2 separate regions of the Mus musculus genome follow, and region 2 is linked to region 1. Evidence: chromatin contacts called from public HiChIP or PLAC-seq data. All regions are on one chromosome and are shown on one strand. Each heading gives the region's core, a stretch centred on a gene start, on an enhancer-like site or on the middle of the called end of the contact. The rest is flanking DNA. Distances are from core to core; before and after follow the strand shown. Region 1 holds the start of Met (met proto-oncogene). Region 2 overlaps Capza2 (capping protein (actin filament) muscle Z-line, alpha 2).

What was found. HiChIP or PLAC-seq counts read pairs in DNA pulled down with a chosen protein or histone mark.
Region 2: a contact with region 1 is called in an H3K4me3 HiChIP or PLAC-seq map of bone marrow-derived macrophages, with 3 times the contacts expected there. The contact joins the enhancer-like site here to the promoter of Met in region 1. A contact is called at or near these places in 2 of 39 promoter capture datasets (both in the 3T3-L1 cell line), 1 of 484 Hi-C or Micro-C datasets (nephron progenitors), 1 of 115 datasets of contacts at active chromatin or transcription factors (bone marrow-derived macrophages) and 1 of 9 other capture datasets (adipose tissue).

Annotation. Positions count from the first base shown.
Region 1 is chr6:17,462,640-17,467,831 of GRCm38.p6, reverse strand. It overlaps Met (met proto-oncogene), which reads right to left and starts at 3,875. Exons shown (of 22, transcript NM_008591.2): 1 at 3,584-3,875.
Region 2 is chr6:17,652,078-17,657,241 of GRCm38.p6, reverse strand. Capza2 (capping protein (actin filament) muscle Z-line, alpha 2) reads right to left here. Exons shown (of 10, transcript NM_007604.3): 4 at 3,073-3,136; 5 at 798-1,004; 6 at 1-69. Among named protein-coding and RNA genes, the nearest start is that of Capza2, 18 kb to the right of the region's middle. Within about 2 kb of position 1,966, at least 28 of the 459 cell types and tissues checked have an H3K27ac peak or open chromatin away from gene starts, as enhancers often do. A contact at or near this core is called in bone marrow-derived macrophages, where this site is marked.

The DNA.
Region 1 (5,192 bases), core at 2,626-5,125:
TGCTCACACCTCCTGGTACAAATGCCACACGTGTGATTTTTTTCTCTCAATTATGTTTTATAGCTAATAAAAACACTTTCTTCATTTTGTCCCTTGAAAAGCAAAGTAGTCAGATTTTACTGGATGTTTTTATTAAAACAAAACCCAAGGGGAATATAAACGTTAAACAATTTAACGCAGCTGAAGAAATATCTGAGAATGGGCTTTCTGATGGAAGGGTAGATTACAAAGTCACTCACAGCTCTTAATCTGATAATGGGGCTGAAGACCCCACACATATGAATAAGTCATGGAGTTTTTAAAAAAAGTCTTTCTACAAAGAGAGAAAGTAAAGAAAACTAAAAGGAAGAGAAGACAGAGAGAGGGGGAAGGAGAGAGGGAGAGAGGGGGAAAGGAGGAGGGAGAGAAGGTGTGTGTGTGTGTGTGTGTGTGTGTGCGCGCATGTGCGCGTGCATCAGCATCAGCAGAGCCCAGCCATCAGCAGAGGCTAAGCCCCTGGCAACATGCACGTGCACACACACACACACACACACACACACACACACACACGCACGCACGCACGCACGAACACACACACACACACACACCTGCACGTTGCCAGGGGCTTAGCCTCTGCTGATGGCTGGGAATGAACTAAAGAGCTCAGAGTGTGGCTCTTTAAACTGTGAAGACCTTAAGATGAGCCAGGCTCAGCTTCTTGGAGGTTATGAAGAATTAAATAAGCAGAAGCAGGCTTAGCTATGTTAAGGTCTTTATGTTCCCTAATAATTATGGACTTTAGCTCTATTTTGTATCTGTAATCTCTGTCTACCTAATCAGACCGTAAACATTTCAAGGACAGAAACGTTTCATCGCCCGTGCCCAGTTTCAGATGCTTGCCTAGAACCAGCACAGCTAATGCTCACAGCAAAACTTCTTTGCTATTTCTGGTGAGAAAAAAAAATGTGAGTTTAGTCATGAATCAATATGTGTTAAGAACTCATAGTCAAAATGGTTCCAAACTGGCATTGGCCACTGCACCTATTGCATACTAGTGAGAGTTGCATGTTCTTCTGCACTGAGAAAAGGATCATGAAACTCTGTCCTGAGGGCTCAGTATCTGACAGGAGTTGCGACATATACCGGTCAGGGAAAGGAAACAGCTCCCCTCGAACTTGGGTTTCTGCATTCAGTTTGTTGCTCAGGGGCAATGATAAGAACTTAGGTGCTCCAGGCACAAACACAACAGGCCACAGAATAAAGGGAAGCCAGTGAAATGGCTCAGCATTTAAGAGCAGTGATTACTCTAACAGAGGAGTAAGCTTGGTTCACGGTACCCACATGGCCGCTCATTCAACTACCTTACCTTCAGTTCCGGGAGATCTTCTGGCCTCCATGGCCACAGGCACACACATGCATCCAGGCAAAACACATGTACACACCCCAGCCCCCTCCTGACCATCCCTAAACCTCATGTTAGTGAAGAAGAAACCAGAAAGCTGTGTGAAATGGGAGTTACAGAGATGAGGAGCAGAGGAGTATAGAGAGGGGATCTGGATGTGTGATTAGTCCTGTGTGACCACGGGTATGACAGCAGATCACTACTCTGTCAGATACTGAGCCCTCAGGACAGTTTCATAATCTTTTTTTCTCAGTGCAAAATAACATGCAACTCTCAATAATATGCACTAGGCACAATGTCCAGTGTCACTGGGGCAGCCACACAGAGCTTCAGCCCCTTCTGTGTTATCCTCTTTGTTCTGAGAAAACCTTTACCTTATTACATAAACTTGTAAGAGAAAAATCAGACTCATCCTATTTTGAACTAATTATTTCCATCAACAGCTTTGTAAATTGACTTTTCAAATATAATTCTAAGTGCAATCCTCATTTTTTTTTTTAAAAAGTTTAAGACAAATATGGGACACTGTTTACATGGTCTTAGAAATCATAAACTGTAGGTATTTGCCTTTTTGAGATAAGCTATAAACACTTTATTTTCCTCTCATTATTGACTTAAAAGGAGTACAAATGTTAGACTTCCGTATCAACTGCCTGTTATTTATACTTTTTAATTTTACAGATAAAGCTTGCCCTCAGATCCACAAAGCCAGTAGTGCATCTCTGGCGTAAGTTCCCTGTTGCCAATGATCAAGAACAAAGCAGTCTCGGGAAAGGCAGTACTTGCCTGATCATCCTCGACATGCCATAAATCCATCTTGCTTACAGCGGAATGTGGCTAAGTTAATAACTATTGACTGAGGCCCTGCTGAGTTTGAAAACTGACCACAAATTTTAAAGCACCTATTGCACTATGTAGGAACACATTTTTGGTACCATCAAATTTCTTATTGAAGTTGTACGTCTCATGTGTGTTATTTATCTGCTCAGAGGAGATAAACAGTGAGTATATCACAACCTGAAATGACAGTGACAAGTCTGCAATGTGTAACAGAACCCACTCCTGCTCCACAGTGGAAATTTACACTTGTGAACAAAGCCGAGGAAGCTTCCAGCTGGAGAGGAAAGCTATATACCTGTAAATAATCCGGGCAACACTAACACTGGGGCATAAAAGCACAATTTATGTCCCAGTAGCAAAGGGAAACACCGTGTACATCGTTTTCAGATCATCTCCATGCAGAGGAAATTCATTAGTCAGCTATAATAGTTGAGCTATAAAGGAAAATAACGTTCTGCTGAATCCATTTGCATGGCAATGTGTGTGTGTGTGGCTGGCTGCTGGAAGCGACAGAATAAACCTCCACCCAATGCTACAAAATGCTGACAGTCTTCCTAAAATTCTGTCTATATTCTATCCAGTTACAGCGTTTACAATCTCCTCATAGTCATGGACCGTTTTAACTTGGCCATTAGAGCCTCCTGATTATTTTGCTTAAGAAAGTTGACAATTTTTCATTCTGCCCCAGAGCTGCTTTGAACAGAAGCCTGTGATAAGGGAAAAGCCACTGGACGAGCATTCATGCGTGAGCCCCTAGAACCCCTGCCAACTGCCAAATTAGCAAATGGCTCTTCTAAACATAAAAAGGTAGGAAATGGGAAACCACAGTTTGGAATAAATTCTGCATTGTACTTTCTTTGGTCTTTTAATAATTACACCGCTACTAGCCAGACTACCTGACCTCTGGTTATAATGTATTTCACCTCCACTGAGTCCCAGGAAAAAAAAAAGATAAAGTGGGATAGAAAATGATGGATCACACCCTCCGTGTGTTTGCCAGGAATAAAAAATTCAGACCATCCCAGAAACACCTGCCCTTGAGAAAGACACCCCCACCCCCTCCTCGCGCGCTCCCTCAAGGCAGATAAAGCAAGACTAGGAACAAGGAAATAGCTGGGCTCAAACCTTGCCGGCTGTATCACCCTGGACAGGGTGACCGATCCCTTCTGTAAGGGCTGAGTCAGATCCCAGAGGTGAAACTTGCAGAGCTACAGCAGCCCTGGAGCACCTAATGCTCTTGGCGCCCCTGAGTCACACAGGTGGCCGTCAACAACACTCCTTCTAAAGCGACAAGCTCAATTCTAGTTTGCACCTCCCCGACCCCATACCTTCAGTTTCCTAAGCCCCCGGGCTCGCACCCACCTCGGTGGTCTTGTCCTCCAGAGCAGTAGCCAGTTCCCTTAGTGGAACAAAGAAAGCAGAGGGGCTGGGAGAGGCTGGGTGCCTGATCGACGCGGCTGGAGTTTGTACCTTGGGGTGCCCGGAGCGCGCGGCGCCGAAGTCAGCCGGCTGGGGACCACCCGCGCGCTCCGCCCTTCTCCAGCGAGTCAGCGGTCGCCCAGCATCTGGCTCCGCACAGGGTCACCCGGGCTCGGACGCTGCGGGCGGCGAGGCCGTCCGGGTCACCTGCGGCCCGGGCCGAACCCCGCCGAGCGCCCTCGGACTGCTCCGCCCCTTCCCACACGCGCCCTGCCCGGCCCGTGACTCAGCCGGGCAACAGCGGCGCCCGGGCGCGTCCGGGCTGGAGGCGAAGAGACCCGGGTACCCGCCCCAGCACGTGTCTGTTCGTCCCTGTCGCTCTAGGTTTGTCCCCAACGGTCCCTCCTGGGGCCCGAGATGGGGACTGGCACCACCCTTGGAGGGTTGGGGGGGGGGGGGTTGGCGTCCCCGCCCTTCCCGCAGCCAGTACGCTTAGCCCGGGGGGTCGCACTTCCTCAAGCCCCGCCCCACCCCCCGCCCTCGGCAAGGTGAAACTTTCTAGGTGGAGAAGTTTCCCTCTCCCCAGCTATGCGCTTTCTCTTCCTCCTCCAGTTCTGGAGTCTGAAGCCAGCGCAGAGGGAGATCAGTGGCCCCGAGTCTCCCCCTCCTGGTGCTCCAAAGTCACCCGCGCAAAGCGCACGCACCCCCTGGCGCACCCCGGAGCTGCAGCCTCTCTCACGCCCGAGGTGGCGGCCCCGCACTCACCCGCGTGGACAGAGATCTAGGCGCCACGGAAACAAGGCGCTCATTGTCACAGACAATGTTGGGAGTGCATGGACGGATTGTCCCAATGATTTCATTTTGCAATCATTATCCCCCTAGTATAATTTCTCAGATTTCTGGAAGAACCCCAGGAGTTTAACCCAGGGGAGGCTTCTGGTTAATTTTCACTTTTTTTTCCTCATAGCTGGACACAGGGTAATTAAATAGACAAATGGACACAAGGCGGTTACATAGACAAATAGCAACTAACAAATCCAACACATAAGTTCAAATCTCGAATATTAAAAGAAATTGAAAAGGATTTACTTAGGAAGATTCGTTTATTAGAATCGTTTCTAAAATTTTGCATTTCCCTACAAGGATACAATAAGGTGAAAGGATCTAAGGAATCCATTGCCTTTTAGAATAGGAGTTCTTTCCAATTGTCAGAAGAGCTGATTCGATAATGGACATAGAGGTATGTATAGAAGTAACTTTGAGAGTCATTCAAGCCACAGCCACTATACAGGTGCAGGGGACACGTCTTACACACAGAGCAAAGACAAGGAAGGTCTCATACATTTCTTATAACTGCGCTATGTATGTGTTCAGTACATTACCAGACACTAGACAGAGCTATTTCAGTCCCAAGAGCAGTTTACCTCACCACTCCTCAGTTTGATGGAAAAGGAAAGTTCCTATTACAGTTTTGGAGGCCTGCACGGAATCATTTTGCAGATGAATAAAACAGCCCGTACGAATTCCTAGGAAGCTCACACAGCTGGTATTA
Region 2 (5,164 bases), core at 717-3,216, 190 kb before region 1:
TGCTTGAAACTGATGGCTTTCTATGCATGCAATAATGGTTTGCTGCCCATCTACTTTTTTGCCATACACCTTATTGGCAAAGAAAACAAGGACAATAGTGAGTTTAGTTAAAGCCAAACAATGTCAACCTTTAAATATCTGTAAGATATCATAGAAAGTGGGCATAAACTATGATATATAGTAGGTAGGATAGGTAAACAGAACCAAGGCCACATGGCTTCACAATCTTTCTATGATGCCCAGACTCTACCCTAATTAAGTAATCCTAATCTCTGAAAGATTCCAAGCAGAGGATTTTTCTGGATCTTATCTGCATTTCCAAAGATCCCTATGGCTATGGAGAAGACCAAACTCAGGTGCTAAAGAGCCTATCTGGATCCAAACAGTCTTAGCAAAGTTCAAAAACAAAAACCATTTAGTTATACTATAATATTTCATTCTGAAAAAGTAGGTTAAATCAATGAACAAATAACATTAAAACAACAGGAAATTAAACACAAAATGATTCTCTAAGATTTTTATAACTAAATAAAAGTTAATTTAAGCTGAATATGGACAGATGACTAAGGAAAGGACCATCATAACCTTCAATCCAGTGTCTGTCTGAATTTAACATACAATTAGTTTACCATTTGGGGCTATCATAATATATTTTTTAGAAAGATAAATATTCTTGAAAGAAAAAAGTTAGATGCTATAAGCTGGTAGTTCTATATTACTGTTAGTTTCAAGGAATTATATAAACTGGCACATCTGTATAAGAAACAACAGGGAAGAACTGCCCACTGACGACTCACAGTGCAGACCCCATTCGGATAATGCTCTTTTACATAAGCTCGCAGTGCAGTTTCTACTGAAGTTCTCCAGGATTCAATGGCATTTTCTGCTTCGTAGGGCCTTGGATCAGTTGCTTCCTTTCTTAAATGATCAAATTTGAAACAGATTCTGTTTTTTGGATCCAAAAATTTTCCATTTCCCAAGTCTCCATGTTCTGTTATCAAAACCTTCAATTTTCAAATAAATTTAGGAAAAAATATTAACATGGACACACAGTAATAAACACTTGCTTAAGACCTTCCTAAAACTGTACATTACACTGAAACAACTGCTTAAACTAAACTGTGAAAATGTATTTAAAAGAGTAGGCCACAGGATACTGAGGCTATTCTCAACTAGTGTACATTAGTGTATCTCTCCAGACAATTTTTGGATATTGAGTGGGGAAAATTATTTCCTACTATACAGTGTTGGAGGTGACCATCCACTACCCACTCAAAGAGGCAGCTTACTATTTCTGATAGCAGTCATGAGTCCTTACAAACCAGGCCATATCCATCTGATGGCTTTCAACCAATGAGGCAGCTCTTTAGCCCTGATTTGTTTGGCACAGACTTTCTGTTCCCCAAATGTGCTTGTTTCTTAAAAACTAATCACTACTACTAAGTTCCAGAACTTTAAAACATAATTTATGCATTTATGTGCATTTAAGAAATATGAGTAGACGCTCTATTTTGTATCTTACTAAACAAACAAACAAACAAACAAACACCTTTCTCCTCTTGTAGCTGTCTACAAGACTTTCCCATCCATTTGATAGAAATTGTGCTGACAATATAGCATGTAGGTTTTTCGAAAATGTTTTGGTCATAAAAATGCCACATTAGATAAATATGGACACACCTATCTACTTACACACACACACACACACACACACACACACACACACACACACACACACACACACGGTTTGTGGGCCACTGTTTTCAAAGAATGATAAAAGTGCATATACAAACATACATAATTTTATGAACTTTGTTGGGTTGGCCCAGAGCTTTGGCACCAAGGAGGATGATGGTGTGGACCCCGCCTCACTGGGGAAATGGAAACTGAACATTCTCTACTTCTTAGAAGTCGGCTAAACCCTTGACTCAACAGAACTTGACCACAGCTTCCTGCAATCCTAACAGCCAAAGGACCCCCTGTTCCTTCTCCTTAATGCTCTCTTGCCTCTCTCTGCCCAACTAGAAGCACCCTTCAAAACCTCAAGCTCCTTTGTGGCAGGCTGCATCCCCTTCACTTGGGGACAAGCCAGGAGATTGTACCCTCAAGTTTTACCCTTTAGCCACAGCAGGCTAGGTGGTCTGGCTTTCTCCTTAATCCAAACATACCTGACTTTTTCTATACATAAACGTCTATGGAAACCCCTCAAAGTCTACCAGCTATCTCTCACTATCCTCTTTAATAGTTGCATAATATCCTAAGATGTTAATAGTGTAATTTAATCCACAAATCTATTACTGGTATGTCACCTCTTTATTTACAAGTGTTTTCTGGAGAAGAGGAAAGCACCATTAAAAATGGTGAAGTTTTGTTGTAAATCCTTATCATTGTTCTTATTTACAATGGATACTTTTAAAAACTAATGTGAGACACAGCAAATGAGATCAGAGGACAGCTGCTGACAGTCAGGTCATCAGGCTTGTACAGCAGTGCCTGTACCCAAGACCATCTCACTGGCCCTTACTTGTTACTATCTTTCAAGTTTTTAAATATGTGTTCATGGGAAAAATTAGTAGACACCACTTTTTAAAGGTTTTTGGTTTTAAGTATTAAAATTGTGATACCTTGTTAATGACTTTAGCAGCTATTAAACATTTTTAAAAGATATATTCACTAGTGCAGCAATTTTCTTCTAGGGATTTATCTAAAGAAAACCACTGTCAATGTTACCAGGACTACAACGTCACTTGATGTAGTACTGTTTGTAATGGTAACTAATTAGATCTCTGGAGAAATGAAGCAGCAACTAGTGTGCAATTATGTGCATGCATGAGTATGCCTGTTGATGTGAATGCAGGTGCCCATGGAGACAAAAGGGGGTATTAGAACCAACCACTACACCTGACTTTCTGATACTACTACTTACAAAAATAAAAATGACCATTTCTATTTTTTTGTCATTAAATGCCTTCAATTAAAATGAGTAATGTTACACCATCTCACAATTCTTTCAGGATACATTTTTATAAACGAAACAAAGAGCAGTGTGATTTGGTGTTTTATGAAACATACCTGATCTTCATAGCCTTCAATTTTTACTGGTGTAAACTGGTCCAGGTTATACTGTGCAAATGCACTAAAAGAGAAAAAGGCCAATTACTTAAAATTGTAGTAATGTTTTAAATAATCACCTGCCAGTTAATCTATACACGTGTGGTTGATAAAACTGTAACTATTTTACCTATCTTTTATTAACTACAGTTAAAATACAGATATGGCTGTTTTAAAAACCAAGTAATGATATGCATCTTTTAACTTGGTAAATAAAATATAACCAGTAAATACATGCCATGGCCTCTTATGTAAGAACCTGAAAGCAATGATTATAAATATATAATGCAGATATACAACTATTTAAGAAATTATTAATAAACAACTAGGTACCGTGATACTCAAGCAGTTCCTATTGTCAAAGGTCTTTTAGTTGAATACATAAGAGAATACACAGAGATTATCAAGTAGTAGCAAAAAATAGAAAGTAACATTTGAGAATTACTAACACATTTTCAAGGAATTAAACTATTCAGGCAAAAGAAAAAACACTCTAGTATAATTTCATGAATGTGATACTAAGAAAAAGAAAGTGGGAGATGGTTCAGGGGAGATGGCATAATGGGTTTTATTGAGCATGCATGAGGACCTACATTCAGATCTCTAGGAACCTAGTAAAAGACAGAGCACTGCATTTCTATAGCCCCAATGGTAGGGGAGAGAAGCAGGCTAATGCCAGGGTCAACTGGGCAGTAGGTCTAACTAAAGGTGCGAGCTTCAGTTTCAGCACAACACCCTGACTCAAAACATAAGGTGGAGAGCAAGAGAGACAGAGACCCCATGTCAATCTCAGGCTTCTGCACATGCACACATTTAAATGAATAAATGAACACACAAAAAAGAGAAAGCATTGGGAGGGAAGCGGGATAATGGGGGAAAAAGAATGTTTTAAATAGAAGGACCATAAAAGTGGTCCAATGTCACAGGAAGAACCAACCAGCTGCTCATCAGTATTTACTGAGTTGAACTGGAAGGTTTTTAAAAACTGTTTATTATCATTGTGCTTGAATGTGATGAGGCTTGTGAGGCTGTAAGTGTGGGGGTCATAGGACAGCTTTATAGAGCTGGTTCTCTCTGTCCCTGTACACGGGTTCAGGAGACTGGACTCGGGTCACTAGGCTTGCATTGCTGGGTAGCAAGTACCACTACCCACTAAGCTATCTCACCAAACCCTGAATGGTCTTGAAGACAGAATGAGTATTTTGAGAGGCAAGGCAGTTCTAGAGGTGTCTCTAAAGAATAGTGTGACAGTAGTACATACAATGAGTCATGCAGTGTGATGACTGGAAACAGAAAAGTGGCAAGACTATGATAAAAACCCACAGCAGAAACTCAGCTAATAGTGACGAGACAGACTCAAGAAGGTTTCTCTAATGAGTGAAGAATATACTTACTAGGTAATTATTTATATGTGTGTAGCAAAAACCCAATGTATGAAAAATTATATACAGAACAAAACTGTATTCTATTAAATTGATACCATTCTATGATATCTAGTAAACATTTTCCACTTAATAATAAAGTTTTATACTTTAAGACTATAATTATTACAATAATAATAATAAATATAAAGACACCAATATAAAATCAAATCACTAATGTTGAAATCACAAATCACAAATGTTGAAATTCCCAACCCAGCATTTTCAAAACGGATGTACATAGACACAGAAGTGCAGACAGGAAGGCAGAATAGCTACACACTTGACCTTTGTAACACATCAAGTGACTTTCCTAAGAACAACCTCAATGTGGTCAGACTGCCAGGAATTTGTATTTGCAATGCCCACAGAAGGTTCATGTTCCACACCTGATGTGGCTGAGGGAGGCTGTGGAAGTCTGAGGAAGTGAGGTCTTGCTGGTGGAAGGAGGTCACTGGGGCACGGCTTTGAAAGTTATACTCATCTCTGGTTCTGGTCTTGTTCTTGCTTCCTGATCCTTACAACAGTCTCAGCCACTTGTTCTTGCTACCATTACTTTCTTGCCATTTTTACTAGAACTCTCCAAAACCATGAGCTAAACTAAATCTTTTTTCCTTTAAGTTGCTTATATT